Regions from separate parts of the Mus musculus genome. Here regions 1, 2, 3, 4, 5 and 6 are each linked to region 7. The links are chromatin contacts, called in public Hi-C, HiChIP or PLAC-seq and Micro-C maps. All regions are on one chromosome and are shown on one strand. The core of a region is the stretch at or near the end of the contact, and the rest is flanking DNA. Distances in the headings are between cores, read along the strand shown.

Evidence for each region. A called contact is a pair of places that touch in the nucleus more often than the background predicts. HiChIP or PLAC-seq counts read pairs in DNA pulled down with a chosen protein or histone mark.
Region 1: an H3K4me3 HiChIP or PLAC-seq map of bone marrow-derived macrophages shows a contact between it and region 7, with 6 times the contacts expected there. The contact joins the enhancer-like site here to the promoter of Tent5a in region 7. A contact is called at or near these places in 4 of 39 promoter capture datasets (the HPC-7 cell line, HPC-7-derived erythroid cells, embryonic stem cells and 1 more), 8 of 484 Hi-C or Micro-C datasets (ECoMG myeloid progenitors, the G1E-ER4 cell line, embryonic stem cells and 5 more), 3 of 115 datasets of contacts at active chromatin or transcription factors (bone marrow-derived macrophages, intestinal villus epithelium and stem cell-derived neural progenitor cells) and 1 of 9 other capture datasets (adipose tissue).
Region 2: a Micro-C map of granulosa cells shows a contact between it and region 7, with 3 times the contacts expected there. The contact joins the enhancer-like site here to the promoter of Tent5a in region 7. A contact is called at or near these places in 1 of 39 promoter capture datasets (hematopoietic stem and progenitor cells), 1 of 484 Hi-C or Micro-C datasets (granulosa cells) and 7 of 115 datasets of contacts at active chromatin or transcription factors (acute myeloid leukemia, bone marrow-derived dendritic cells, bone marrow-derived macrophages and 4 more).
Region 3: a Hi-C map of liver shows a contact between it and region 7, with 2.9 times the contacts expected there. The contact joins the enhancer-like site here to the promoter of Tent5a in region 7. A contact is called at or near these places in 3 of 39 promoter capture datasets (the 3T3-L1 cell line and liver), 4 of 484 Hi-C or Micro-C datasets (group 2 innate lymphoid cells, liver and uterus), 9 of 115 datasets of contacts at active chromatin or transcription factors (Th17 cells, bone marrow-derived macrophages, cardiomyocytes and 4 more) and 2 of 9 other capture datasets (adipose tissue and embryonic stem cells).
Region 4: a Micro-C map of granulosa cells shows a contact between it and region 7, with 4 times the contacts expected there. The contact joins the enhancer-like site here to the promoter of Tent5a in region 7. A contact is called at or near these places in 6 of 39 promoter capture datasets (the 3T3-L1 cell line, 3T3-L1-derived adipocytes, the HPC-7 cell line and 3 more), 10 of 484 Hi-C or Micro-C datasets (the G1E-ER4 cell line, Th2 cells, adipose-derived mesenchymal stem cells and 6 more), 8 of 115 datasets of contacts at active chromatin or transcription factors (acute myeloid leukemia, bone marrow-derived dendritic cells, bone marrow-derived macrophages and 5 more) and 2 of 9 other capture datasets (adipose tissue and macrophages).
Region 5: an H3K4me3 HiChIP or PLAC-seq map of bone marrow-derived macrophages shows a contact between it and region 7, with 7 times the contacts expected there. The contact joins the enhancer-like site here to the promoter of Tent5a in region 7. A contact is called at or near these places in 5 of 39 promoter capture datasets (the 3T3-L1 cell line, 3T3-L1-derived adipocytes, HPC-7-derived erythroid cells and 2 more), 7 of 484 Hi-C or Micro-C datasets (the HPC-7 cell line, bone marrow-derived dendritic cells, bone marrow-derived macrophages and 3 more), 9 of 115 datasets of contacts at active chromatin or transcription factors (bone marrow-derived macrophages, embryonic stem cells, extraembryonic endoderm stem cells and 5 more) and 1 of 9 other capture datasets (macrophages).
Region 6: a BATF HiChIP or PLAC-seq map of CD8 T cells shows a contact between it and region 7, with 5 read pairs. The contact joins the enhancer-like site here to the promoter of Tent5a in region 7. A contact is called at or near these places in 5 of 39 promoter capture datasets (3T3-L1-derived adipocytes, embryonic stem cells, liver and 1 more), 5 of 484 Hi-C or Micro-C datasets (CD8 T cells, Th1 cells, cerebral cortex and 2 more), 11 of 115 datasets of contacts at active chromatin or transcription factors (CD8 T cells, Th17 cells, bone marrow-derived macrophages and 6 more) and 4 of 9 other capture datasets (adipose tissue, embryonic stem cells, liver and 1 more).

The regions. Positions count from the first base shown.
Region 1 is chr9:85,495,809-85,499,543 of GRCm38.p6, forward strand. No RefSeq gene overlaps it. Among named protein-coding and RNA genes, the nearest start is that of Gm25125, 25 kb to the left of the region's middle. Within about 2 kb of position 1,738, at least 69 of the 459 cell types and tissues checked have an H3K27ac peak or open chromatin away from gene starts, as enhancers often do. A contact at or near this core is called in ECoMG myeloid progenitors, the HPC-7 cell line, bone marrow-derived macrophages and 4 more, where this site is marked.
Region 2 is chr9:85,544,107-85,547,812 of GRCm38.p6, forward strand. No RefSeq gene overlaps it. Among named protein-coding and RNA genes, the nearest start is that of Gm25125, 73 kb to the left of the region's middle. Within about 2 kb of position 2,340, at least 16 of the 459 cell types and tissues checked have an H3K27ac peak or open chromatin away from gene starts, as enhancers often do. A contact at or near this core is called in granulosa cells, where this site is marked.
Region 3 is chr9:85,077,710-85,081,596 of GRCm38.p6, forward strand. No RefSeq gene overlaps it. Among named protein-coding and RNA genes, the nearest start is that of Tent5a, 250 kb to the right of the region's middle. Within about 2 kb of position 2,607, at least 4 of the 459 cell types and tissues checked have an H3K27ac peak or open chromatin away from gene starts, as enhancers often do. A contact at or near this core is called in liver, where this site is marked.
Region 4 is chr9:85,522,933-85,526,882 of GRCm38.p6, forward strand. No RefSeq gene overlaps it. Among named protein-coding and RNA genes, the nearest start is that of Gm25125, 52 kb to the left of the region's middle. Within about 2 kb of position 2,004, at least 7 of the 459 cell types and tissues checked have an H3K27ac peak or open chromatin away from gene starts, as enhancers often do. A contact at or near this core is called in adipose-derived mesenchymal stem cells and granulosa cells, where this site is marked.
Region 5 is chr9:85,567,402-85,571,502 of GRCm38.p6, forward strand. No RefSeq gene overlaps it. Among named protein-coding and RNA genes, the nearest start is that of Gm25125, 97 kb to the left of the region's middle. Within about 2 kb of position 1,665, at least 34 of the 459 cell types and tissues checked have an H3K27ac peak or open chromatin away from gene starts, as enhancers often do. A contact at or near this core is called in bone marrow-derived macrophages, macrophages, microglia and 1 more, where this site is marked.
Region 6 is chr9:85,106,124-85,109,984 of GRCm38.p6, forward strand. No RefSeq gene overlaps it. Among named protein-coding and RNA genes, the nearest start is that of Tent5a, 220 kb to the right of the region's middle. Within about 2 kb of position 1,393, at least 7 of the 459 cell types and tissues checked have an H3K27ac peak or open chromatin away from gene starts, as enhancers often do. A contact at or near this core is called in CD8 T cells, Th17 cells and regulatory T cells, where this site is marked.
Region 7 is chr9:85,325,734-85,329,789 of GRCm38.p6, forward strand. It overlaps Tent5a (terminal nucleotidyltransferase 5A), which reads right to left and starts at 1,417. Exons shown (of 3, transcript NM_001160379.1): 1 at 1,310-1,417; 2 at 526-1,072. The coding sequence starts at 1,035.

The DNA of each region.
Region 1 (3,735 bases), core at 488-2,987, 170 kb after region 7:
ACATGTATTAGCTCATATATTCAAGTCATTTCCATTTTACTGACATGCTCCCACAAGCTACAACACTCGAATAAACCATGTTTATAAGGGCATTGTGTCTCAAATCTGCCTGCTAGTCAACCCAGGTTTTTAAAAAATAATTTGGTTGATTTTATTCCTTTGTGACACTGACTTAACTCAAAAGCATCTTGTGTCTTTCTACTACATCCTAATAATTCATTCTTTTGTTGTTGTTGTTGTTGAGCTGCTCCCCATAAAAGAGGGTCTTTTAATATTCATTTGCTTGTTTTGAGACATGGTTTCACCAGATAGCCCCTATGAGGGAGGGACTTTAGTGATAAGAGGCCAGTGGAATGAATATTTTTAACCAACTAACTAACTAATTTTCAAGACAGTGTTTCTCTGTGTAGCCCTGGCTATCCTGGAACTCACGCTGTAGACCAGGCTGGCCTTGAACTTGGAGATCTGCCTGCTTTTGCCTCCTGAGTGCTGGGATAAAGGCATGTGCCATGAATTTTTTATTATTATTAGATTATTTTCTTCATTTACATTTCAAATGCTATCCCCAAAGCCCCCTATATCGTCCCCCTGATAATTAATTCTTTACTTCAATTTTTTTCCTTCAAAACCTACTGCAACTGTCTCATGCTCCCTGGAACTGCCAGCGTCTCTTATGCTCTGTGCTCCTCCTTTAAGTTTTCTAGAATGTTCTACAAGATCCCTTTCACCTGCAAATCATTTGCCTAATTCTTTTTTCTCCTTCACCAAAAGGAAAGCAAATGCTGAGCGGTTAAGCAGCTTAATCAAGATCCACCAAACCAAGCAATTGAGCAACTAAGATCAGACTGGTCTAGACCTCCTTGTGTGTACCACTCTACCAATCAGTTACCCTGCAATACATCCTAACCTCAGGAGATAAACTAACTTGCCATTCCTGTCCAAACATGGAGCTGGAGCACATGAGGAAACCATGCAAAACAGCAAGAAACCAAGAGCAAAAGCTGGTTTCAGATTAAGTCCAAGAAAAAGTATGTGGCTACTTGATATTAGGTATTTCCTGACAGCCTCAGACGATCAAAAGAGTGCACTCTGAGCTCAAGCACCAGGAAGAGTGGCTGCTCATTTGCTCCCATTCATGAGCTCCTCAGCAGAGACAGCAGCACAAAGAGCAAAGATTGTTAGTAAAGCCTAACCGCTCAATTACCCAAGTAACCGTCACTCCCATACAGGCCTCGTTGTCTTGAGAATAAAGGAAGTGGCACACCAATAGGATCGTAACCTCTAAGCTGTCATCACGAAGAGGGTCAATGTGTCGTAACACCAACACACTGGGCAGAGAGACAGACACTGGGAGGCTCATCTAATAAGGTCTGTGCCTTCATCTTTCTGTGAAATGACTCACACTTATAACATTGGGTATGCATAGTGACAGAGGAGATGGGGATCTAGAGAAAGAAAGAAAAGAGGAAAGAAGAAACTAAGTAAACAGGGTAAAGGAAGGTCTACTGTTTTAGACTGTTTTACATTATAGTCATAGTCTTGACCCACAGGACTGTGAACCTGTTACACAAACACATACCACACACACACACACACACACACACACACACACACACACATACACACACACACACAAATAGTTTATTCCATGTAGCAGGTGGCAAGAGAGCTGATGTGGCCTGACAGCTGGCCTTTCTGGGGCTCATACAGTGCAGCATATGGAGGAGGCTCAGCAGCCCACACTGAAAGTTGATCATTAGAATGCGCAGAAGCAAAGCTCATGTAAACTAAAGTACCATTCTACATTAGCCAGTCTGAGTGCCAAGTGTGGCTCAAACAGCTTCTTACTTGCTCATTCTAAGCTCTGGGGCATGTAGGTACTGGCAAAGGTGAGTAACTTCTCAGCTTTGAGAAAACCATTGAACTGTTAGAGTACTTAAAATTTTAATGTCCCAATATCATTCTAGACACTTCTTTGCTTCTTATCTAGCATCTACTGTAAAAAGTCAGGGAACCTGCTCTGCTAGAATCCCTGATGAAGCTAACCAGAAACACCCATGACTAAGAGTATTGGAATTAACTACACTTTCCTCATGAATTAGAGACTAGCTTGTACATGATAAGCTTAAAATTAAGTTCCAAGTAATCCTAAAATCAGTCACCAAAATACAGGGGGAGGGGATGTAGTGAAAAAAATATCATCTTTTAAACAGTTGGTTCTGCAGAATTTTTTTCTAACAAAATATTCCATAGCAAAGGGTTTTGGAAACCTGAGTGTAGACAGTAAGTGTGAAACTTAATGAAATGTTTAAGCAAAGCAGTGTGATTCTGTTCATAATGTTGAGGGAAATGTCTTCCTTTACACTTTAATGGTATTCATAGGTGTACTAGCTACTTTATAAAATGTTATTGGGCAATATGCTTTATGATTATGATGCTAGATGACCATCTTAAACCCATACAGACTTCATTGACTTTAAAAAATATTCAGGTTTTTTTTTCAGTTCCAGAAAAATTTCACCAAAAAAAAAACAAAACAAAAACAAAACAAAACAATACAAAACAAAACAAAAACAATAGCTTTCTTTTTGTACTACTTAGAAATGACCGAAGACCAGGCCATTTTGGCTTATCCAAATGAATGTAATCTTTTTTTCTTTTCCAGAAGTGATATTTAAAGTTTCACAAAGTAGATGATACTCCAAAATCCTAAGAGTTTATCAAGTCAATGAAACATAAATACTTGGGCATTGTCAATATGCACCAGGAAGAGGAGAGAGGGAAGTGGCCTTTCCGGCATGTGCTAACCTCATTTATTAACTTTATTCAGTGAAACTCAAAGGATATTTTGAAGAAGCAGGAGACTGATAATGTCATTATGTATATTCTGATTAAGTGTGGCCAGGGTTTAAAAGTTATCTCTAACTTACTTTATTCATGGGACTTCACCTCAGACTTTCAAACCATTTGACCTCTGTGCATTATTTCCCAGCTGGCCAGACATGAACTCAGAAATCAAAGTGTCATGAGAGCAAAAGAGAATACATCTAGACTGCCTTTATCCTATCCAGTGCTGGTTTGCATGCAACATAATTTTCTTCCATGGAAAAAGCTCTTTGCAAAACAGAACTAGCATACACCTCTGAAGAGGAAAACACCACACCAAAACAAACTCACACACTGAAAGAAAGCCCAGTGGTCCATTGAACATTCAGGGTAAGACTTAATATATATGAACAAAAAGCTGCATCTCCTTTTCAAAAATAAAAATAAAAATCTGACAGCTTTTGCCATTAGAGGCCTCTGTTACAAACCACCTTAACCAGGAAGTCTCAAAGGAAAGCTGATTCCCTGTACAACTGACAGTCTTGGAGCTCAGTCATGTGCAATGAACCAAATGTAATCGTATTTCCTCCCATTTGGAACTTCCAGAATTTGAGCCTTGGGGAGCTCGGTGTGTTACCTCCTGGTCCCATGTGTCTTCAGCTCCCTTCTTTGAGCTAAAGACAGACTACCTGTCCACCGAATCCTTCTCTGAAAAAGTGGAAGCAAACAGGTATTAAGACACCTTAGTAGTTTGATGAGACTCTGTTAACGAGCTTATGTAAACAAATACATTAAAAGTATTTTGGTGGCAAGAAAAGTGCATCTCTGATGTAGGTTTTGTGATAACAAATATTCACAGCATTTGCCTTCTGAGGGGTCAGGAGGGCCTACCCGCTCACATTCTAAATG
Region 2 (3,706 bases), core at 1,090-3,589, 220 kb after region 7:
AAAGTCTCTCAATAATGGACTGTGATACATGAACAGTATATATAAGGCAAATAAGCCCTTATTCCCAAAATTGCCTTCAGTCATAGTCTTGTTTTGTTTTGTTTTGTTTTGTTTTCTGTTTTTGAGACAGGGTTTCTCTGTATAGCCTTGGCTGTCCTGGAACTAACTCAGTAGACCAGGCTGGCCTTGAACTCAGAAATCCACCTGTCTCTGCCGCCCAAGTGCTGGGATTAAAGGTGTGTGCCACCACTGCCCGGCTCAGTCATATAGTCTTTATTACAGCAATATAAACCAAACTAAGACAGCAATACAAACAATAAGATACCAATAAGAAGGTAAAAGATTTATACACCACAAACTAGAACTCTCATCAGACATAGCCATTCTACTGCTAAGTGTGCATCCACTGAGCTGTCAGTATATAACAAGGAATTATTGATCAGCATACAACCAGACATATTTATCACAGAAGTATCACAATTGCCAAGTTATGAATCTGACCATGATAAAATGAATAAGATGAGGTGTGTCTACACACACACACACACACACACACACACACACACACACGCATGTTCTTTACTCATGAAGAATAATTAAATACAGTCTTCAAGAAAATGGTTGTAATTGGAGATTGCTGTGTGAACTGAAATAAGCTAAACACAGAAAAGAAAATACCACATTTTTCATCGTATGTGAAATGTAGGGAAAGACACATGGAATATAAGGAGACTATTAATTAAAAGAAGAAAATAGAAGGAAAGGACAAGGAACAAAAAGGAAAGGGGAATAAATGTGATCAAACATGTCATGTGCATGCACAAAATATACTCTTTCTTAAAATGGTTACATGTTTATGAATCCTTTTAAAGAGAGAGAGAATAAAGATCTCTTTTCCTTCACATGTTCAAACAAGGTTATTGATTGAGTGAGATGATGACCAGTTAAGCAAAGATACCTTAAAATGAAATCTATCTGACCATAACTCCTTGCTCTTGCATGTCCTAGTGTCCAAAACTAATGAGTACTGTTTTTTTCTTAAATCCACTTAAGCTGCATCATTTAGACTCAATTAACCCTGTCAACTAAGCCAGGATCACTCATGTCTCTCACCTTAGCATTCCTTCTTAACAAGTGTACATCCCAGATTACTAGAAAGAGAACGCTATCAGTATGCTAGTTCCAGTACTGTTTGTATTGTCGGGTTGTACCCATTGTATGGATATGTTGGGTTTTGACACATTATCTATAAGGAAAAAATAAAAGCAAAGATGCTATAAAAGGAAGAAAAAACACCAAAGAGTCTTCTCAGTGAGTAACTAACCTGTCAATCAATCCATCATTGCTACAACCTATGAAAAGGTAAGTAGGTTTCTGAAGACTAAGACTTCTTTCCTGTTTAATCAAAAATAATGTAATTTATAAGAACAGGGAGAAGAATGGCAATTGGTAAATTGGTTCAAGGCCTCTACTTAGCTTTGTGTAAAATCTTTGTGTGAATTTAAAAATTAAGCTGTTCCTCAATTCCCAAAGAAAGTAAATTTATTATTGCACAATGAGACTCATGAACATCACCAGTCCAATTTGGGAAAATAAGAATGTAGGCAGCTGACCGCTTTGGCATCAGTAAGTGACTGGCCCAGGGGGATGATAAGCAGTTTATCTCATGTCATTATTTTTCTTGGTAAAAAGTAATCCTTCTTTTGATTCATCACATTTAATGATAGTTCTAGAACATTGTCTCAAGAGACTCTCCACTACTGGGCATCAGAAGAGAGTCTGTCCATCCTGGTTACTCAATGCCAAATCAATTCTGATTCAAGACCAAAGCTAATATTAGAAGGAAAAAAGTCTTCAAGTGTTTGTTTATTTTAAAAGAACAAAATCTACTCTAGAGAATAGCAAAGTGCAATCCTTCTTCCCACAGGAGTGTGGTGATGGGTGCTATATGAGGCCAGGCCTGGGAGGAAAGACAAGGAAGGTTGTTTTGTTCTGTTTTGTTTTGTTTTGTTTTGTTTTGTTTTGTTTTGTTTTGTTTTGTTTTGTTTTGTTTTGTTTTGTTTTCCCCCTCCCATTTTCAGACTAGCCATCTGTGACTTAAAAAGAAAAGAAAAGACAAAAAAATGTCTTGGAGAATCTTTCCCTGTGGCCAGTGTCTTTGAGAGTTCACTTTCTGTTCAGAATGTGAAAGGGACATAATTATTTCCATGTCTGACTAATATGTGCTTGTTTGTGAAAGACTCTAATCCCATAACCCATCTGGATCATGGTCTTGGTGTGTATTGAAACTCAAAAAATAAGGGCTGTTTTCATCCCAATGACTGAGTCACCGTGTCCTTGGGCAAGTTATTTTCTCTGTGTGTAGCCGATTTAAAAACACTCAGTTAACTGTGTCCCTGACCCCCTTACCTCACTGGGAAGCTGTCAGTGTTAACAAATAATAAACCCATATTTTTAGAGTAGAAAGGGAGAAATGGCTTAGATTGTTAATATTATTTTTTTGTCTCTTAAATCCATTTTGTACATCATAAAATTCCAAAGTGGATCTCAGGGAGTCAAAAGGGAGGCAGAGTTCTCATAAAGATACAAAAACCGTAGTTGACTTTGTAAGACAAATCCTATGAAAGCCACAAAAGCCAATTACATTGATTTATTTGAAATAGAAAAGAAAGAGTGGCTTTGTACAGAAAGCAAATTATTAAACAAATAAAAACTTATAAAGTAGGCCTTACTAGGCAAAGCATCGCAGTATAGCGAATATACACTGATCAGGAATGGAAGGAAATTCAGGGTCTAGTTCTTGATTTCTAGTTTGTCCCTTGGCTTCTTTAAGTGTCAGTTTATTAAAGAGAAAGGAAATGAAAGGTCTATAGAAATAATTGTAACTGAGTCTGCTGTATCAAGCAGAACAACATCTCAATGAGCTGATATAGAAACTATTCCCTAAATGTATAGAGCACTGTGCTGTGCAGGCAGTAGGTTGAGTGGCTAATGCTGAGCCAACTCTGCCTCCTCTCTAGTCACCATAGCATTGCTTTATTTGCTTCAAGGACAGTGGTTACACCAATTTTCTTGGACAAGAAGACCATGCCCAGCATGTTCCACATGTTCCACATAATTAGAATTCCCACCCAGCCATTTTTCACTTTGACAGACAAAAAAAAAAAAAAAAAAAAGCTTGTGTTCCATGTTTAGGCTATCCTATGATTGAAATAAAAAGCTTTTGAAACTGGAGGACTGGGAAACAACAAACTGTCTTCTTCTCAGAAGCCTAAGGCTCTTCTGGCACAGAGGTGTGTTAGTGACACAGGAGTCAGTCTTCCATTCAAAAAGAAAAAAATCAAGGAAAGGGTTTGTGGAAGAAAATTTGCAACATTTTAGAATATAAGATGAAAAGAAAGCAGTTTCTCTAGAAAACTCCAGTGTTTTCTTCGACACTGAGATTTAGCCTGCACATCAGAAAAATCACAGAACAATTAATTAGGAATCACATGGAATGTCCTTAACAGCTTTGTCTCGTGGTTGATATTTGACCATTCTGACTTAGCTCAGAAAATAAGCTCTCTACATTTTTAACATTCGAGTTGTTCAGTTTTCATGGGTCACTCCAACTCATCTTTATGTCATGTTGTCACTGAATCACATTATGCTTATACTTGGGCATGGGGCCACCCCTTGCAGAGCTCCTGGTGTGCTCTTGCCTGTC
Region 3 (3,887 bases), core at 1,357-3,856, 250 kb before region 7:
TGCCATATCCAGGGATCCACGCCATAATCAGCATCCAAACGCTGACACCATTGCATACACTAGCAAGATTTTATTGAAAGGACCCAGATGTAGCTGTCTCTTGTGAGACTATGCCGGGGCCTAGCAAACACAGAAGTGGATGCTCACAGTTAGCTAATGGATGGATCATAGGGCTCCCAATGGAGGAGCTAGAGAAAGTAGCCAAGGAGCTAAAGGGATCTGCAACCCTATAGGTGGAACAACATTATGAACTAACCAGTACTCCGGAGCTCTTGACTCTAGCTGCATATATATCAAAAGATGGCCTAGTCGGCCATCACTGGAAAGAGAGGCCCATTGGACTTGCAAACTTTATATGCCCCAGTACAGGGGAACACCAGGGCCAAAAAGGGGGAGTGGGTGGGCAGGGGAGTGGGGGTGGGTGGATATGGGGGACTTTTGGTATAGCATTGGAAATGTAAATGAGCTAAATACCTAATAAAAAATGGAAAAAAAAATAAAGTATAACAGTTAAATAATAAAAAATGTAGTGAGTATAAATAAAAAGAAAGAATACTATTAGAAATCAGGATTGAGAAAAGCAAGAAAAGTGAGTGCAATTAAAACCAAACAATTCTAATTACTGATCATAAAATGTTTTTTTTTTTTAGATCATTTACATGGTTTATCATGATACCCTGCACCTAGGAAGAAATTAACCAATGTGTACTAATTGTCTTAATCACCCCTAAAGCTTTAAAAAGAAATACAAAGTTTTCAAAAGTATATTTTTGTTTCTAGTTAACAAACTTTATTTATTCTTTTAAAAAGTTAGCTTTCTTTTTGAATAGTATTGCTCATGAGTATGTCCAAGTATTACAATGAATAGAATTATAAGCAAGTTATGTTCTGGCAGATTTTGAGTATTATAAAAATAGTAGACTGAAATTGCATAAAATTAGCCTGATGTGACATGATGGAATCACATGTTTGCTTTATGAATCCAATTCCTGACACACTTTACCTGACATCTTTGGAACCCTGCTACTACTAAGTGTTTCGTGAAATGAGAAGGATGGCTTAGGACCCCATGGACCTATAGATAGGGGCTCTCATTGTCAAGGGAAATCACCATTTGGTTAGAGGGTTGGAACTTTAATCCTCATCCCCTTATTCCCAAAAAAGGAGGGAGAGACAGACAGACAGACAGACAGACACACACACACACAGAGAGAGAGAGAGAGAGAGAGAGAGAGAGAGAGAGAGAGAGAGAGAGAGAGAGAGAGAGAGAGCAGGGCTGAATTCAGTGGTCAATAATTTATTTAAGCATAGCAACATAAAGAAGCCTCCACAGAAATCCAGTATGATAGAATTTGGAGAGTCCTTGTGTTACAATGGCACATCATAGCTCCACAGTGACAGAGGTTCCTGTATTTCTCTCACGTTTACTCTAGCAATTCATTTGAATCCTTGTAAGTATCCACATCTACTATACCGGTAGCAAGCTGAGTATTTCCCCAAATTCCACCAGTCATTATAGTGCTAAGAGGGATAGTGGGAATCATTGATTTATTGTCAGTTAATCAAAAGCACTCAATGCCTGAATCTGAAGTTAGGGACAGTTTTGTGGGGCTGAGTCCTTCCCCTGTGGGAGCCCATTCTAAGTCCAGGTAGACATGGTTCCATCTGAATCTCATTATTGAACATACACTTCACCTCGTGTTGGAAAACTGACTAGTGTGGAAACGAGACCTACACAACTGCAGGCACAGAAATTTTACTCATTGAGTATCTGTAGTAAAAGACAAAGTACTTTTGTTCCCTGGCATGTTTGTATGTGAGCAGGTATCTTTTCATGCTGAGGCAAACATTTATTTGCTCTCCCAGCAAACATTTGGGGCCTACTGCTTGAGGGAAAAAGTATAGACAGTCAAGAGAGTCTTTGGCGTTACTAGGAGTCTATCTACTGATTTAAAAATTAAATACCCATTCAAGATGAAAAGGTAGGTGAAAACAGCTTGAGGGAAGGGCTATTTCCTTGGTCAAATTTTCTAAACCTCCTCACCCACTTCTCTGGTTTCTCCTCAACTCTTCTTCCAGAAGCTCTGATCTGTGGCAAGATGAATCCATCTTTGCCTCTTGTGTCTTTCTAGTTTGTAAAGAACTCTGGATATGAGCAAAGTGGGTTTTATTCACGTAAAAAAAATAAATGGACATGTTTAGTGCTATCTGTCCAGCTGGAAGAACAAAGAGACATCCTTCCTCGGGCAAGTAGGGCTGGCTTTGCAGCTGGAACGACAGATGACAGGAAGACGGCGAGGTGAAGTAACTTATTTGAACAACTCTCATTTACCCATTGCACAACTTGTTTTGAACTCATTGGTATTAGCTCTGCAATCCTGTTTATACATTAAGCTATACATGATTGGCTCCCGGGGGCCTTTCATAATATTTTTCAGTGAGGAATGCCTTACTGAAGCAGTCACACGTCAGGAGAAGTTCTAGGTTTGCAAACTGATAAAATCTGTCACCTTGCCAACACTGTCTTTCCAGTCATCATATTTATCTGGAAGTTAAAGATTAAAAGACCTTTGTAAAGCAAACTGCAGCCTGTCAAACACAATCCTTGAGGTTCACAGGTAAACTGTTCCCTTGCTTGGTTAAACTCCAACTATCTTCAACTTTATGCCTGTACCATCAGCACAAACCAATGTTTTATGTTTACCACTTAAATGAAACAAAGAAAAATATTTTATTGGTTTTTTTCTCAAAAATTTTCAATTTCTTCTTTAGATTAGTAGAACAATTTTTTTTCCTCAAAACTTGTCTTTACTGTCTTGCTTCCATTTGCCCTCCCAATACAATCTTATTTCTGTCTTAAGTCAGGCAACCAAAACCAAACCATATTAATTGGGTTCTTTGTGTTAGTCACCTTTCATTTATTATGACAAAATGCCTTAGGTAAATTAAATTATACAAGAATAAAGGACCATTTTTAATCCATAGAGCAGAGGGATTTAACCCATGGTCACAATCTTCTCCATATAATTTAGTCATTTTTCCAGGTTTTACATAAAAATAGGATCACATGGTAAAAAATTAAAAAATAAAAAGTTTGTTCTCTACATAGCAGGCCAGGAAGCAAAGACCGTGATAGCAGTGGGGCAGGTTCCAATAGCATCCTCAATAGCATGCTGCAAGTGACCTCAATTCGTTCCACTAGTCACCATATCCTGAACGTTCTGCCATTTCCCAGTCATACCATAGATGGATGTCTGCACCATTTACATACAAGTCTGTGAGAATGTTAGCTCAAACCATATCATTATTTTCCCGTGCTCAAAGAGAACCTTCCTGAACTGTGCTGAGTAGTTTTATCACTATTTGACACAAGCAAACATCATCTGAGAAGAGGGAAACTTGGTTATGAAATGCCTACATAAGACTGAGCTATAGTCAGGCCTGTAGTGAATGTTCTTAACTATTGACTGATGTGGGATGGCCCCACCCATTGTAGGTGGTATCATCACTGGAATGCTGGTTCTGGTTTCTATAAAAAGGATGAGCAAGCCATGGGAAAGCAAATAAGAAAGCAACATTCCTCCATGACCTCTGCCTCCAAGTTCCTTCCATGTTTGAGCTCCTGTTCTGACTTCTTCAATAGTGAACTGCCATGTGAAAATGTAAGCCAAAAACCCTTTTTTCCCCAAACTTGTTTTCTATCATGGTGTTTCATTGCAGCAATGGAATCCTCAACTAATACATATACATATTAACAAACATAATCTACATTATAAGTTTGTCTGCTATTCTCTTTTTCTCTAAATATTAGTTTCATATTACCTAGGGAATAATACCTTATTTCGGTGTCTTGACTCATATACAACGTAGGAGTTCCCTTATAACTA
Region 4 (3,950 bases), core at 754-3,253, 200 kb after region 7:
CATACAGGCAGGCAGATGGATGGATGGACAGATAGATCTAATGCTGTCTGTGTGTGTGTGTGTGTGTCTGTGTCTTCTCTGTTTCCATCTCTGTCTCTATATGTATCTCTTTCTCTGTCCTTCAACCATACTATAGATATGGTAATCCCAAGTAGTGCTAGGAGGAGGTAGTCAATAATCCAAATCTCAGCCATGTGCAGTAACAGGCCTAAGGTTATCATAGCTCTGAACCCTACTTAGACTGCACATATTGTGCAGAATGAGCACATATTGTCACTGCTTAAGTTTTGAATTCTGAACTAGAACAAAAATATTTTAAATTTGTAGATAATTTTGGTCTTGCTTATTGTATCTTGTGCCTGGAAATTTCCCACTTGTTCCTTTACCCATTAACCTTTAAGTGACATTCTGTTTGCTTTTATTTTACAATTCAGTATACAAATTGCTATACTCTTCTAAATTTTTCCCATATTCTTAAAGATACTTCTATATGGAGCTGCCTATGTTTATCTATAACATTGACTGTGAAACTTTACTTGTATTTATTCAATACATATGGCTTCTTAAATTATAAATGTGCCTGTGTTTCTGAATAAGCAAGTGAAACTAAATGAGAGTTGAGGTTAAAATTTCAAATCATACTTGTCTCAATACCAAGAGGAAAATTACTGCATAAAATTAATACTAACCAGTGTCACTGGGGAACGTGTAGTCATGTCAATTGCTATGGAGAAGACTTTGTATATAACACCTCATGTAAATGTCAAACTGACCCTCTAAGACAGTTAAAAATGCATTCTCTGTTTTATTTTAAATCCCATTTTTACTCAACCACTTTAGCTGTGCAGCATGGATTAAGCTGGGCTTTCTTCATTTCTATTTTTTCTTCTCAAAATAAATATTAAAATAATATCTGAAATGAGGATTAAATGAAATTACATATATTACACCTCACACTATAATAGGTATTTCAGAACCTTCATGCCTCATTTTTTATTTGAAGAGCTTGAAATATTTTAGAAAGTTAAATAACTTTGCCAAAGCCACATGACTAGGGTACACTTGAGATTCTGTCTCAGGTCTTTTGGCCTCCTAAGCCCTGACTCTAAGCAAGTAGGCAGTAGTGCTCAATATACCCTTTGACAATTTCTGTCTTTACTATCTACCTGTGATATCTGCTGATAGCTTCATCAAAATTTAAGGAGAACTGAGCCAATAAATTTACTGAATGGAGGACAACCAAAGAAAGTATTATAATATTAGTGTCTGTTTCCTGAACAATATTTGTATACTCTCATAATTTAAACATTGGTTTAACCTTGTCAATGCCCAGATATCACAATATTATGGAGAAGTATACTAAGAAAAGTAAAGAGTTTTGTCTACCACAACAGAAAAACAACAGATGCTTTCTAAAATGGAAGACAAAAAGTCACCTACAAACTAAAATTAAGCACGGTTCGGCTTCTCAAAGGTGGATGCCTGTAGCTAAGAGAACTCGGGTAAGAGAAAGAGAGTGGTGACATAAAGAACTGATTTTTCCATTACAGACTTCTAAGAAATATTTGACTTTATAAAAATGAATATGTGTTTGATTAAAATTATTTTTAACCCATCTGGAATTCATATTGGATCATACTGTATGATAGAGATCTAATGTCATAGTTTCCCAATGGCCTCTCCAGTTGTTATCTAGCCTGATTTTAATTACAGTTCTGCCTCTTCTCATATGTTTGTTGTTTGGAGTACCCAAAAAGCAGAAATGTGAAGTCATATACACACACACACACAGACCTTATTTCTCTCAATTTAAGGCTACACCCTTGGATAATTTATACCTGCCTTTGTTCATGCTACACATGGAATCATTAGGGAGCTCACAAGCATCCAATACAACACAAAAAGTAAGGAATCACATGAAGGGCCCTCTGAGAACACTGCTTTCACAGAGTCTAGTACAAAGGCATCTTCCACTATTAGTCACTTGGAAGAATGCAAATTAAAACCACAGTAAGATACCCACAGTGTGGGGTAACATGATAAAAAAACATGCCATACTGAATGCTACTGAGAATTTGGAGCAACTAAAATTCTCATAAACTCACACTGGAAATAGAGGGTGTTGGGAATAGAGGGTATTAAAACCCTATTGAGAAATTTGGGGGAAGCTTCTTATGAAATTAAGCAAATATCTCCAATGAGCTGTTTCATGCTTAGACATTGATTGCACATTTTGGCAAAAACATTAGCACAGTAATATTCAAATCACTTTGTGTATAAAAAACCCAGAAGCAACCAAGATATCTGTTGGTAGAACAGAAAAGTTATGAGTGTGTGTGTGTGTGTGTGTGTGTGTGTGTGTGTGTGTGTGATAAAATAGTAGTAGGCAATAAAAAGAACAAAATATAAATCAAAATACTTTGACCATTCAAATAACTATTACATGTTAAATTGTGTCTATTTCTCAAAATTGCATGAATTTCTAATCCAAAATACTCCAGAATATGACCATAACTGAAGATACGACCTTTAAATAAGTTGTAAAATAAAATAAGGTCATAAGGGTTGGCCTTGACCCAATATCCTGTATCTTTAGAAGATGAGTATCAAAACAAGAACATGTATATTCAAGAATCTTCAACTGTGTTCATAGTGAAAAGCTGGCCATCTGCAAACAAAGTAGGATCCATCAAGAGACTCCCTCGCTGGCAGCACCTTAATCTTGGCCTTCCAAAGTCAACATCTATGAGAAAATAAATTGCAATTGTTCAAGTTCCCTGCATTTGGTATGTTATTGAATTAGCCTTGGCAGTTTAGTATAGATGATTCCAGATACATAAAATTCTATAGTGCAAAAATATCTAGCTGTAGAATAAAAGCAAAGCAGGGGTTCCTACATCACTTAGGTTCCTTCCACGTAAAGTGGGTGGGTGTGATGCTGAGGCTAAAGACAGACTACAATTCCAGTGTTAGAGGAGGAAACAAAATGACGCTGATCTGTGAGAAGTGGGAGGAAATGTAAACTAGTTTTCATTATTTCTACAGACTCCTCCTGCTGGGAAGAATACCCTAGGTTCCCACAATGTTAATTTTTTTAAAATCCTGCTATTCTAATAAGGACATTAATAATGAGAATATCCTGAATCTATTTCACATCTTTAAAAACACTAATAAATAAAATTTGGGTAAATATTGTTTGGGAAACTTTGCTATATTTATGAATCCAGACTAATAAAAATAATAGTAAACAAATATTTTACAAAATTTCAATAGACGTAAGGAGGTCCTGTACCAGTTCTTTAAGAATATACTTCTGTGCTGGGTCTGGAGAGATGGTTCAGTGGTTAAGAGTACGGATTGCTCTTCCAGAGTTCTTGAGTTCAATTCCCAGCAACCATCTTATAATGGCTTACAACCATCTTATAATGGAATCTGATTCCCTTTTCTAGTGTGTCTGAAAACAGTGACAGTATACTCACACATATAAAAATAAATCTAAAAAGAAAGAAAGAAAGAGAGAGAGAAAGAAAGAAAGGAAGGAAGGAAGGAAGGAAGGAAGAAAGAAAGAAAGAAAGAAAGAAAGAAAGAAAGAAAGAAAGAAAGAAAATATACTCCTGAGCCAGTTTTCCAAGATATTAATTGATAAATCTTGATTTGTATAATTTGACTTCCAAACTCAATTCCTTTTTGTATAAAACAAATTTTCTAGAAAACTCGTCCTTATAGTCTCCAAACACTAATTTGATGATGGTATAGCACTGTCAGGGTGTCAATGATGTTCAGAAAAAGAAGAGAAGAGAAGAGAAAAGAAAAGAGAAGAGAAGAGAAGAGAAGAGAAGAGAAGAGAAGAGAAGAGAAGAGAAGAGAAGAGAAGAGAAGAGAAGAGAAAAGGAAAGGAAAGGAAAGGAAAGGAAAGGAAAGGAAAGGAAAGGAAAGGAAAGGAAAGGAAA
Region 5 (4,101 bases), core at 415-2,914, 240 kb after region 7:
CTGAAGTTGTTACCATTCATTGATGGAAGGGGTGGAGTTTCCCCTGACACTGCATAAGAGGCCAAGTTCTTTGAAAATGAAACTTCCATTCTAGATATTAAGAAATCATCATAAAACGTTTTCCCACTCCACAAGCCTCTGAAAATTACTCACCAGATAAATCACCTGACATACAGTCTCAGAATGTTCGAAATAAGAGGAGTCTTGGCTGGAGAAATTACTCACCCATCAAAAACTCAGACTGCTCTTGGGGAGACTCTGAGTTTGGTTCTAAACACCCACAGAGTTGGCTAACAAACACTTGCAACTCCAGGTCCAGGGGACCCAACACCCTCTTCTGGTTTCTATAAGCAATGTACAAATGTTCAGAAACACACAGAGAGACGCATAATTCAAATATATATACACATACACACACACACATATATATATACATATATGTGTATATATATATGTGTGTGTGTATGTGTATGTATATGTATGTGTATATGTTTATATGCATGCTGAAAGGTAGTTTGGTAATTAAAATAAAAGCAACAACTACTTTTCCAAAGCCCCCTAGGTTTGATTCACAACATATTCTTGGTGGCTACTTATTATTCCAGTTCCATAGGCTCTGATACATTTTTCAAGCTCCCCAGGCAGTGTGCACATGAGGTATATAGATATACATGCAGGCAAGACACCCACACATAGAATTTAAAAATGAAGGATAAATACCTCAACAATATGGATGCCTAAAGAAGACTTGAACAATGGCAACACCAATAGTCATGCTAACATGAGAGAGGGGACATCAAATAGGGCCCACCAGAGACAAATAACTACAGGAAGCTAATGACTTCTGAGAAAGGAGAACTTAGCCTTTCCCAGGGATGAGCCCCCTAATGGGTTATCCAAATTCAAGTGGCCAGCCCTGAAATTATATGCATATGAGCAACACTAAATGGACTTAACAGGTTTTATATATTTATGTACTTGTGTGTGTGTGTGTGTGTGTGTGTGTGTGTGTGTGTGTGTGACAGTGATACCATAATAAAGAAAAATAGGCCATGAATGGTTGTGGTAGGGGTTGAAAGAAGAAAAGAAAATGGAGGAAATGATATAATTACATTTTTCTTAATTCAATTAAATTAAAATTTAGAAATAAATATATGTATACACAGACATACACACATGTATGTATGTATGTATGTATGTATGTATGTATGTAAATCAGCAAACCCTCATGCATTCTCTATTACTAGGAGACTGAGACCCAATGGCAGGACATAGCAGGTTTTGTACAACATAGCAGACTAGTGGTAGAGTCAACCTTCACAGGAGCCTTGCTGGTTTCTGAACCCACTGATCTTCCACGTCAGTTCCTGGATAAGGACAGAATTCTACAGGCTAGCTAGTGGAAGCTACCTTTCCATTCAGTCTCCTTTCCTCCACACTGATTTCCTTCTCTAGCCAGACAGGACCTGATTCTATCAACCGATTTTCTAATACTGACTGCTTTCTCCTCTGTGTGCCCTGCTGCCCAGTCCTGAATACCTAAACAAAGGGAAACCAATAATCTGCCATCTCCATTCCTACTCTAGGTTTTTGTACACAAGTTGGGGGAAGTTACAAGCACTGCATGAAGTTCGGCTTCTCACTTCCCCTGCCCTCGGCAACAAAGCTTCCCTTTCGCTTCCTCCTATTCTGCCCATTCCGGAACCTTCAGCAGACCTCCCAACCTCCAGCGTTCTCCTGGGCTGCATGTGGCCTCTCCTCCTGCTTTCATACCCAGTGTTCTATGGGTCGACTGAGCTACTTACATTTCTGCAGGCCCTCCATTCTTTGATTTTCCCAGCTACTTCTTCCGGTCCTTGATATATCATCTCTCTCTTTCTGCTCTAGAACCTATTTCCTTGTTGTTGTTGTTTCTGGATTCTCTGTGGCATAAAGACATCCTTAAATCATTCTGTGCCACTGGGAGAAAGTATTGATTCTGCAGCATCTGCTCTGTCTCTTTTCTCCACAACTTAATAAGCCCCTTAGCTTATTCTTCTTGTAGTTTCAGATCGGGCCCATTATGCTTACCGTTTTCCCAACAACATGCTGGAAATTCATGATTCCAATCCTTTGTGTTTCTAAGGCCAAGGAGAAAATCTGACCTATCATAATACACAATGGTATTTTAATATTTTCAAATATTTCTCTTTATGAGAAATTTTTAAATGAGCTCACAATTTGTCATGATTGTTTTTGAGTATACAGTCCCAGGCATTGAGTACTTTCAGAGTGTTGTACAACCATGATCATGGTTCTTTTCCAGAATGTTCTCATTTTCACAAGTAGAAACTGCATGCCTACCTTATAACAATTCCACGGTCTCTTCTGCTCTCACCCCCTAGCACCTACCCTCTATTATACTAACTGTCTCATGAAATTTGACCAATCTAAGTAACTCATATAAGTGAAATCCTACCATATTTGCCCTTTCATGCCAGGCTCATTTCACTTAGCAGTACATTGTGTGTGTGTGTGTGTGTGTGTGTGTGTGTGTGTGTGTGTGTGAGAGAGAGAGAGAGAGAGAGAGAGAGAGAGAGAGAGAGAGAAAGAATGTTCTCATGGAGATGTGGGGTGGAACCAAAACATCCCTCTCTACCCTGCTCTTTTTATGATTCCAATGACAAGTCAAAGTTTGATTCTACAGAAACTCAACATTGTGAATGAATGAGTTTATCAGGCTTAATTATAAAGGGTGACAGGTTTCTGGTATGAGCATCACTGCAGAGCAGTCACACTGGAAGGTCTGCACCCAGCCCCCAGTGTGCAAAGGACACACCCTTCCTTCAGCTCTTTTCAGTCTATGTGCTTTAGCCCATATCTACACCCCGGAGACCACAGGCAACTGGGGCAGATTGCATACAACTGACTAAGATTAGTGACTAGATACTCAGATTAAGGGTCCAACAATCCTCCCCAACCCCTTTTCCTATGAAGGAACTTCAATCAACAAGCTATGCCCACTGCAAAGATCTCAAGCAAGTAGAAGCAGTTTAGCCTGCTAGTTAAATAGTTAGAACCGCATTTAAATGTTGGAAACTGAATCTAGTGCTTATGTTTTGAAGGTTATCTTTCTGGTTTAATAACATTAACCATGAAGTCAAGCTTTATGGATCAGTACGTTTTAATTAAATGATGTGGCCAGAGATAACGAAAACTGAAGCCAAAATGAGTTTGTTCACAGGTAGAAATCTGTGAATACTGTTCTTACAGCAGTAGAAGATCATTGATAATAATATCACATAGCATGACAATTGAAACATAGGAACAGAAAACCTGTGTTTCACATATGTGAACCACTGAATAAATATTAACTTTGGTTTCAAAAATTAGTATAAGCATATAAAGTAATTGCTCCATCATTAAAGGGAAACATAAAAACTGAGTTTAGAAATTAGTTCTACATGAATTGTAGTGGCAATCTTGCAGAAACCAATAGTGGTCTCACCAGGAACTGCCATTCGTGTGAACAGGATGAATGTTATATTAGATAGTTGGTCAGGAGAATTTCAGAAGGTAAACATTATATTTGTCTGGATGTGTCTCAGCATCAACAGTCCGCTGTACATTCCTGGTTCAGGAAAGCTTTGTTTTGGACCTTGCTGTCCATCTCTTCCTCCTTCCTCATCAGATATAACTGTATTTCCCAAGGTTGCCATTAGTGCTTTGTCATTCCTCCAGGTTTCTGGACGCCAGCCATTCACATGACCCTCAGCTCCACCATCCATATGAACAGCCTTGATCTAACTAAGACCTTACCACCACAAGTTGCTTTTAGGGATCATAAGACTAGAGAAAGAAAGCAGAAAGTAAATGAAATGTTCCAGTTGACCACAAACAAGAAATCTGTGGGCTCAGCAGCAGGGAAACATCCTTGAATTGATCTAAATTTATTAAAATGGAAGCCTTTTAAAAGTGGCTTTGTACTGAGCCTTCTAAAAGTATGAATTTTTTCTTCTTAATGGGAAATTCATTTTTGATTGAAAAAAAAGAACATAGAATTTTCATTTTAAATGTTTACCAGAGAAGCTTTTCATTCACTGTATTACATGCTTAATACAG
Region 6 (3,861 bases), core at 143-2,642, 220 kb before region 7:
ATTAAGAGTTGTGGGAAAAGGAAATAAACATTCTCTCCAGACTCCAGCTAAAAAATGGGCCATGCTGGAAGTCAACATAGAACCACTACAAATGAGGAAAGCTGTTTAAAACAGCATAACTTCTCCTTCGGCACAATGTGAACCTCACTGAACCAAAACCCAGAGAAGACACGTGGGGCTCAAAGTACAGCAGTCTGGCGATGCAGGAACTAGCTAGAGGAAGGAACAGATGAAGAGCTACCAAACATCTACTGCACCATGATTTTTGCCTCTTTCCTTCCTGAAAGCTTTTAGCCAATTCCTATACTACTTATGATTTTTCTAGAAATCTTACAATGACTCAAAACTGGTAGGTTGCAATGGTAAGTGTGATAAATTAGTACAAGTCATTATTTACCACTCGATGTAGTGAGTGCATGGTCATCAGAAACACACAGCGATCACGCTCCCCACCTCCCCCACCATAAATGGCTCAGCTTTCCTACATCAAGGTTCAGCCCACTTCCTATTCCCTCCTCAGGCCCAAAGTCACATGGTGCCAACAGCTGCTCTGTTTCATGCTTAAACTGACAGTTGAATTTCAGGACTGGGTGATATCACTTTTGCTGGCAAAAATGAAGAAGGTTCACAGAGCTCTTTACTCCTTGGGCTAGAAACTTTATAAGACATATGACATAGATCCACCCATCATTTCCAAGCTACTTGTAAATTAAACAATGTCACATCTGTTTGGAGTTAAAAATGGTTCCTTCCATAGCTTTCCATTCCATCTTCATCTCCCCCGTCCTTATAAATAATGTACATGAGACCAACTAAATCACAATTAAATTGAGATAATACTCATACGATGTTTCCTTTGGTAAAAAAATATACTTTCTATATGTGTCATTTTTTATAGAAAGCACTCATTCTATGTGATATGGGAAATTACTTTTATGTATAAAACTTTACATGACTGAACAATAAACGTCAATAATAGAGAGTGAATTTGCATCATACAGACATTTTTATGACCTACTAGAGAACAGAAAAGATTATGTACCTTCTCCTTGTATTATTATCATATGTATTACTTTATAATATGAGGTCAAGGGATTAGCAAATGAAGAGACTGGTAAACAACATAAAACTAGAAGACAAAGTGAAGTGTAAGAGGAAATTTATAAAATGAAGTCCAGAGTGTAGACATTGATGGATGGAACCAGAAAAGGTGGCTTTAGCAATCTAGAAAAGGAACCATGTACTCACAAAGAGACCACTAGACAGTTGAGGTTGGATGAATAAATTGGACTTCAGTAGGACCATAAAAACCTCAGTGAGAAGGTAGTCTAAGGATGTTTCCTGTTTTCTCTAAACTATAAATATTTCTCTGAAGCTCATACAATAGAGCTTCCAAAAACTCTCGGTGCTTATATCTAGAATGACTAAGAGGGGTTTTTGCTTACACAGACTCTGTCTGCACATTCAGAGAATCAATGTGGGCTTGTCTGAGTACTTAGGAGACAGAAACCTTTCTTCTCCGTGCTGGTATATGACAGTTTCAATTGTGTAAAGTACACCTATGTGTCAAAAACTTAATCTGTAGGGCAATAAAGTCAGGAAGTGTGTTCTCATGGGATGTATTCAGTCTATGGGAGATCTGCCTTAAGGATGGATTTGGGTCAGTTACAAATGAGCGTGCTAATGGAGCTGATTATCTCATACCCTGGCATTCCATTTGGCACATCATATCACTGAGGTCTTGGTTTGATATGAATCTCTCAATGTGTGCCTTTTCAACTGTCAGAACTCTATGGCTAATAAATTCCATTTCCTTGTATATTGTCTAATCACTGGTATAACATAGGCTTAGACAGTCTCTCTTAATAAGCAAAGCAACAAGTATTCACCTTGCAGATCAAATTCACTATCACACAGTAGGGAGGTCTATTCTGTGCCATGGACAACCAGTATAGTAAAATGAAACACTTACAGATATCCCAATACTACACCTAGGTGTAAATACTGAGAAACATGGAAAGCTAAGAATTTTTGTACATGTACGATATCAATACCAATGATGCTGCAGCAGAAAAAAAATACAAGCTCAAGGTCTCAAAAACCTGCAAAGTCATAAAATGATGTATTTTACTTGCCCATGGGGAAAAAAAACAGTTCAGAAGCCAGAACTGTGTTTCCTTATTCATATCAAGATTTACATGGTCCTGGTGGGAGAGGGTGTTCATTTATGTGTGTATGTGGGTGATCAAGTTAGATGTTGAGGACTGAAGAATATATTTAGAAATTTGGAAAGATAGTACAGGGAGTTTCAATTCATATTTTCTCTACTAATCACCTCTTACAAGCCATAGTTCCTTTGTTGAACATTGCTACACTCTATTAACTAAACTAGCATTGGTGTTCAGATTCTACCAGTTTTTCCTAATGCTTCTTTTTAATTCCGGGGTCAAGATCAGAATACTGCACAGAGTCAGGACGCCTGCTCTAGACTTCTCAACTTGTGTGATGTTTTCTCAATCTTCATTTGCAATGACTCTGGGAGTTTTAAGGAGAAATACTCAGTACTTTATAGAATCTCACTCAGTTGGAGCAATGTTTGGATGATGTTTGCCAAGTAATTAGACCAAGGGTACGGACTTCAGGGAAGGATCGCGCATGGGCTTGCCAACATTCTTATCATATGTCGCTTAGTGCATAATGCAAATGTGCATCCTGGCAGAAGATACTACCTTTATCAGTTAAGAAGATTCCTTGACAGCTTTACAAAATATTCTTTCCCTCCTATATTGGTTCAATATTAGTTATGAAGCCCAGCCCACATTCAAGGGATCTAGGATTTATTTTAGTGTGACTGTTCTACTTATTGGCAAAGTACAGTTTGGAACATTCAACATAAAGATGCATTTTATTCTAAATGTAGATCTATTGTTTTATAAAGGTTCATTTCACCACAAACACCCTGTATTACATACTGACTACTTTCTCCTTTTGTATATCTAGTGTAGGATAATGTAAGCATTGGTGAGAGGTAAGGAAGAATTAAGAATTATGTGTAAATATATGGAGAAAAACACTGGAAGAGAAAACCAGCAATGAATATTTAAAATCGCACTCAAGACACTAGGAATTTATCTTCAACCAAGTAACATAATTACAGTTTTAGAGCAAGAGCGTGCTTTCCACTGTTCCTATTTTTAATGACAGATGCAGCAGCTAAAGTTTTCAAACCCAAGCAGGCAAACTGTACTTGCTTGAGCTCAAAAGCTATGCTCTCTTGGATCTTAGTCCTTCTAACTCAGCTACATGAACTCTGACCACAGTTATGAAAGCGATCTTGTAAAAATTCTCAGTGCTGGAAAGTAACTATTTGCTTAAAAGAGTGTCCTCTTCCTTGACTTTTCAAAATAGTGTCCATGCTCTTTCCCAACATTGTCTAAGAGTTTGGGTGTTATTCTTCAGGTAATGATTTGTGTTACAGTTCTGAGACTGTTGGAAAAGGTCTTTCTTCAACAAGGGTTCTACAGATGTGAGACATTCTCCCCCACATGCAGCATTCAGAGGGAGGCACTTGGAGTATGAAGTAAGAGTCTTTACTTTATTGGCTCCCTGTGGGTTATTTGGTTTCTTGGCAGGCATATTTTGCATGTTGAATATTTCCCATGAATACTTTCTTTTTTTGTTTAGTGTTTTGTGGCCTCCAGTTCTAGTAGGTAACCAATAAATTAAGCAAAGCAAATTTAATATCCCGTTCTTCATGCTTTGGTTATACACCTTTAAGATAGAAATATTTGGAGCCTAAATTTTCTACCTAATTGACTAAATTCTAAATTTTTGTTTTGCTTCTTATAAACCCTCAACGAG
Region 7 (4,056 bases), core at 167-2,666:
TACAAAACGCCACCTAAACCGAAGGGGAGGGGCACACTATTACACCCTCGACTCTGTGAATTAACAGGGAAAAGCATCAAATATCTTAAACGCCGAAGTCAGTGGAGTATGGATCGATTCACATTTTCCAATATAATAAAAACCATTGACTCAGTTCTGCTTCAGGCTGCTATTTTTCCCAAAGTCTAGATTACAAGATGACTCAAAAAAATTATTTACATCATTCCATCCTTCCACCAATCACGTTATACTCTGGACAAGAGTCCAGCAAGGAAAGTCAAGAGTTAAACCATAGAGAGAAGGAAGAGAAGGAAACGCAGAGGAGGAAGCACAGAGTTGTGGCGCTGGATCTCCCAGGAAACTAAAACACTCCACACCACTCACGCGCATTAGTGCGCTCGTGAAAAAAAAATAATAAAAAAATAAATAAACGAACTCACTATGGCCATACTGACGGCAGTCAAGGCAAGCTGGGCTTGCTTTCTCCCCACCCCTGCTCTGCCCAAGCCCATCAGGTGGCTTTACCTTGAGAGTGAGCGGTGTGATCTTCTCCTTGTTCACCCCTTCGGGCAAGAAGTCTAACAGGCAATCCAGAACGACGTCCTTCACAGTCTGAAACTCCTCTTCCCCACGCAGGTCAGCGCAGAAGATGAGGTCCAGGTCCTTGTAGCCTAGGCCACTGTCCTGGTGCAGGACGTGACTGGCGGCTGAGCCGTTGAGGCGCACGTCGCGGACACCTATGCCCTTCTCTTCCAGGCGCCTCCTCACCACCTTCACAATCAGGCTTGGCTGCAGCTCGAGCGTGGGGAAGTTGCCGCGCCCGTGGATCGGGATGGTCTCGCTCAGAATGCCGTCCAACCGCTGCACTTGCTCCCAGTTCAGCACATTGCAGTGCGCCGTGGGGCTTTCGCAATAGTCCGAGCAGCGGTCGCCGAAGCTGCTGCCGCCGCCGCCGAAGTCACCACCCAGGGGGATGTAAGGGCCGCCGGTCAGCTCGTCCTCTGCCATGGCAAAGTACCCTTCGCCCTCGGCCATGTAGTGCCCTCCGAAAGCCACTTGGCCTTGGTCAGTCCTAAGAGGAAAGAGTGGATTTAGGGGAGCGGCAGAGAGGTGTGCGGGTGAGGGGACAGGGGTCCCGCCGAGGGGCCTGGGCTTCCCCTCCCCGATCGTGACGCCCATAGTAGCCCTCCTCCCCCAACCCTCACCGACCCCAATGCCCAGCCGCGCGCCGCGCCCCGCAGAGCAGCCCCGCACCAAAAGTATCTCTGATGCATCTGGAAAGCACAAGCGAGAGTCCCGTCTGTGTCACCTGGAGGCGGCCGCCCCTTCTAGGAGCGCAGGCGAGCGAGGAACCGCGAGGCGGACACACTTCGCAGGAGCTGCGAGTGCGCTCCCGGCAGCGGCCCGCGACTTCTCCGCGCCGACCCCCGCCGCGCCCTGAGCGTTCCCGCCCCTTGCCCGCGCCCCGCCCGCGCCCCCGCTGCGGTGGTCTCGGAGGTGGCGGCTCTCGACGCCGCCGATGCCACCGCGCACACTCGCGTCTCTGGAGCTTTAGCAGTTGTGCGGGGGGAAATGTCTTCAGTACTTTTTTTATACCGGGCTTCTCCGCGCTTCCGGGGCCCCAGCGCGCAGCGCTCGCCACACCCTCTCATTTGCATAGAGCACCGCCCCCAGCGCTGGGTGGACAGTCGCCGGAGCTCAGAGCTGCTGGAGCTAGGCCAGGGTGCGCAGCCCCTGGCTATGAGCACAGACAGATGCCTGTGGCTCCTACGTGTAGATTTATCCATTTCTGCACGTCCACACACGCGCGCGCGCACACACACACCCCTAAAGAGGAGACACTTTGCCTCAAATGTGATAGATGGCCATCAAAACCGGATCAGGGTTAAAAATCACGCAACTATAGAAACTTCCCAAGCCTAGCCTTCTGGCCGGGTGGAGCGCGTCATTGCCGCGTAACTGGGTCTCCTGGAGGTTCCCTCAACAGTGTCCGTTTGTGGCTAGACCGCCGATTCCACTCTGGACCCTGGGCCAAGTGTGGTCTCCAGAGGCAACTGGTCACGCACGTCAGTCTCTGTGAGGGAGGGGGAGGGTTTGCTGAGAACTGAGTTTCGATTCTCGAAACCTCGAGAAGTGCTGGTGGGGGGGTGGGGGTGGGGTGGGGAGTCCGGTACCAGCCAGCCAGCCTGAGTGCGCGTCCAGCTGCTGCCCGCGAGCTGGGCAGGCGCGCGTCTCCTATCACACAGCTCCGCGGGCTCGCGGCCAACCCGCGGGGTCTCGGAGCGCAACCCCAGCAGTGCACGAAAAGCGGCCGCCAGGGTGGCGGTCCTTCGGCTCAGACTTGGGAGAAGCGCGTTCCTCGCAGCCTCTAAGGTTCTCAGTTCTTAAGCGGATAAAACGTCAATGATCAAAGTAGGCTCTGGCTTCTTACCGGCCATTAAGGGCAAATTTAAAAGACGAGAAGTTTCTCCCCCTCCAGCTTCAGTCGCCAGTGGAGTGCTTAAGGGTTGGAAAAGGTTATCTCTGCGCTCTGGCACCGCACTGTTTGCTAGAAAGCTCCCTGCTTTCGCTTGTCCACTTCCTCCGCCGCCCCGCTGCTGCCTCCGTTCAAAGTAATGCTTTGCAGTCCTTGATCCAGGTAGAGGCTGTGAGCCGAACGAGGCAGTCAGGGTAGAGAGGAGAGGCCCTGAGATGAACAGCCATTACCCCCATGACCCTAGACAACTTCAGAGAATCAGCCTCTGAATTTAGGGAGCCCTGGTCTAGAAGCCCAACCTGAGTTGAGGGATGGGATGCAGGGGTGTCGCCCACGCAAATCTAGCTGCGTGACAACGCCGCCCCCTGCTGGTGCCCCGTGGAGCTGTGAGTCCACAAAATGGAGAAACTAGAAGCCAGGCTTTCTTAGCATAGGCCGAACCTAGGCCAAATTGGATTGAGCGATGAAAAGGAGACTTGGATCCCAACCTTGTTCTCAAATCCCACTGCTTCCTTTCAGGACATGTCCAACCATGAATGCTACCTAGCAACACATTTTGTATATATGAAATTGTCTGTGTATATGTGCTCGCGTGCCTCTGTGTGTACGACAATCTCACATGAGCTTGCATGTGACAGTCTAGCTATATAGCTCAGACTGACCTAAAAATCAACCTCTTCTGGAGTGATGTGATTACATCTGTGAGCCACCACCTCCACCCTGAGCTCTTCTACACACCTTACAGCCTTCAGGCCAAGAAAGGGGCCATAGGGGGTTGGAAATAAAGGGATTAAGAGGTAATGATCGTGATGGGCTCAGGCCTTGAACACTCGTTTGACTGTGAATGCTCTCGCCCTAAGAGATGTCAGTGGCTTAGTTCTTCCGTCTTGGGGGGGGGGGGACACTGAGGCAAGCACCTGCAGCAAGGGGGACAAGTAAGAGAGGAGAATACTCTTCTTTCTTCCTTTTTTTTTTTTTGGTTTTTGAGACAGGCTTTCTCTGTATATCCCTGGCTGTCCTGGAACTCACTTTGTAGACCAGGATGACCTCGAACTCAGAAATCTGCCTGCCTCTGTCTCCCAAGTGCTGGGATTAAAGGCGTGCGCCACCACCTCCCGGCGAGAATACTCTCAATAAAGCTCAAAGATAGAGTGTTTACGTAGCTCTCTCTGAATTTAACGAGAAAGAGAGAGAGAGACAGAGAGAGAATAAAAAATATTTTCTTGATAAAGTACCAGGAATGATTTTCTTCAAAGGCTGATAATTTTGAGTCTTCTTAAAATAACGTCAAAGTGGCTGGTCATATATTAAATACATTGCCTTTATATAAAAAAAAAAGCAATAGTTCAGCCCCACTCTCATTACTTTGTACAGCGTTTTAAGCTTCCATCAAAAAGCCTGAGGAAAATGAAGCTGGAAAATAGAGTAGCCTGTGAGCAGACTAGCTCCTTACTCACACGTGCGATGTGTCCTAGGAGGCTGAAGACTCAACTGCTTTAGAAAGTTGCCAGGGCGGGGATCCTGACAAGAGGGCCCAGCCAGAGCTTCTACCTTTCCACTTCTTGGGCAGTTGCATCCTA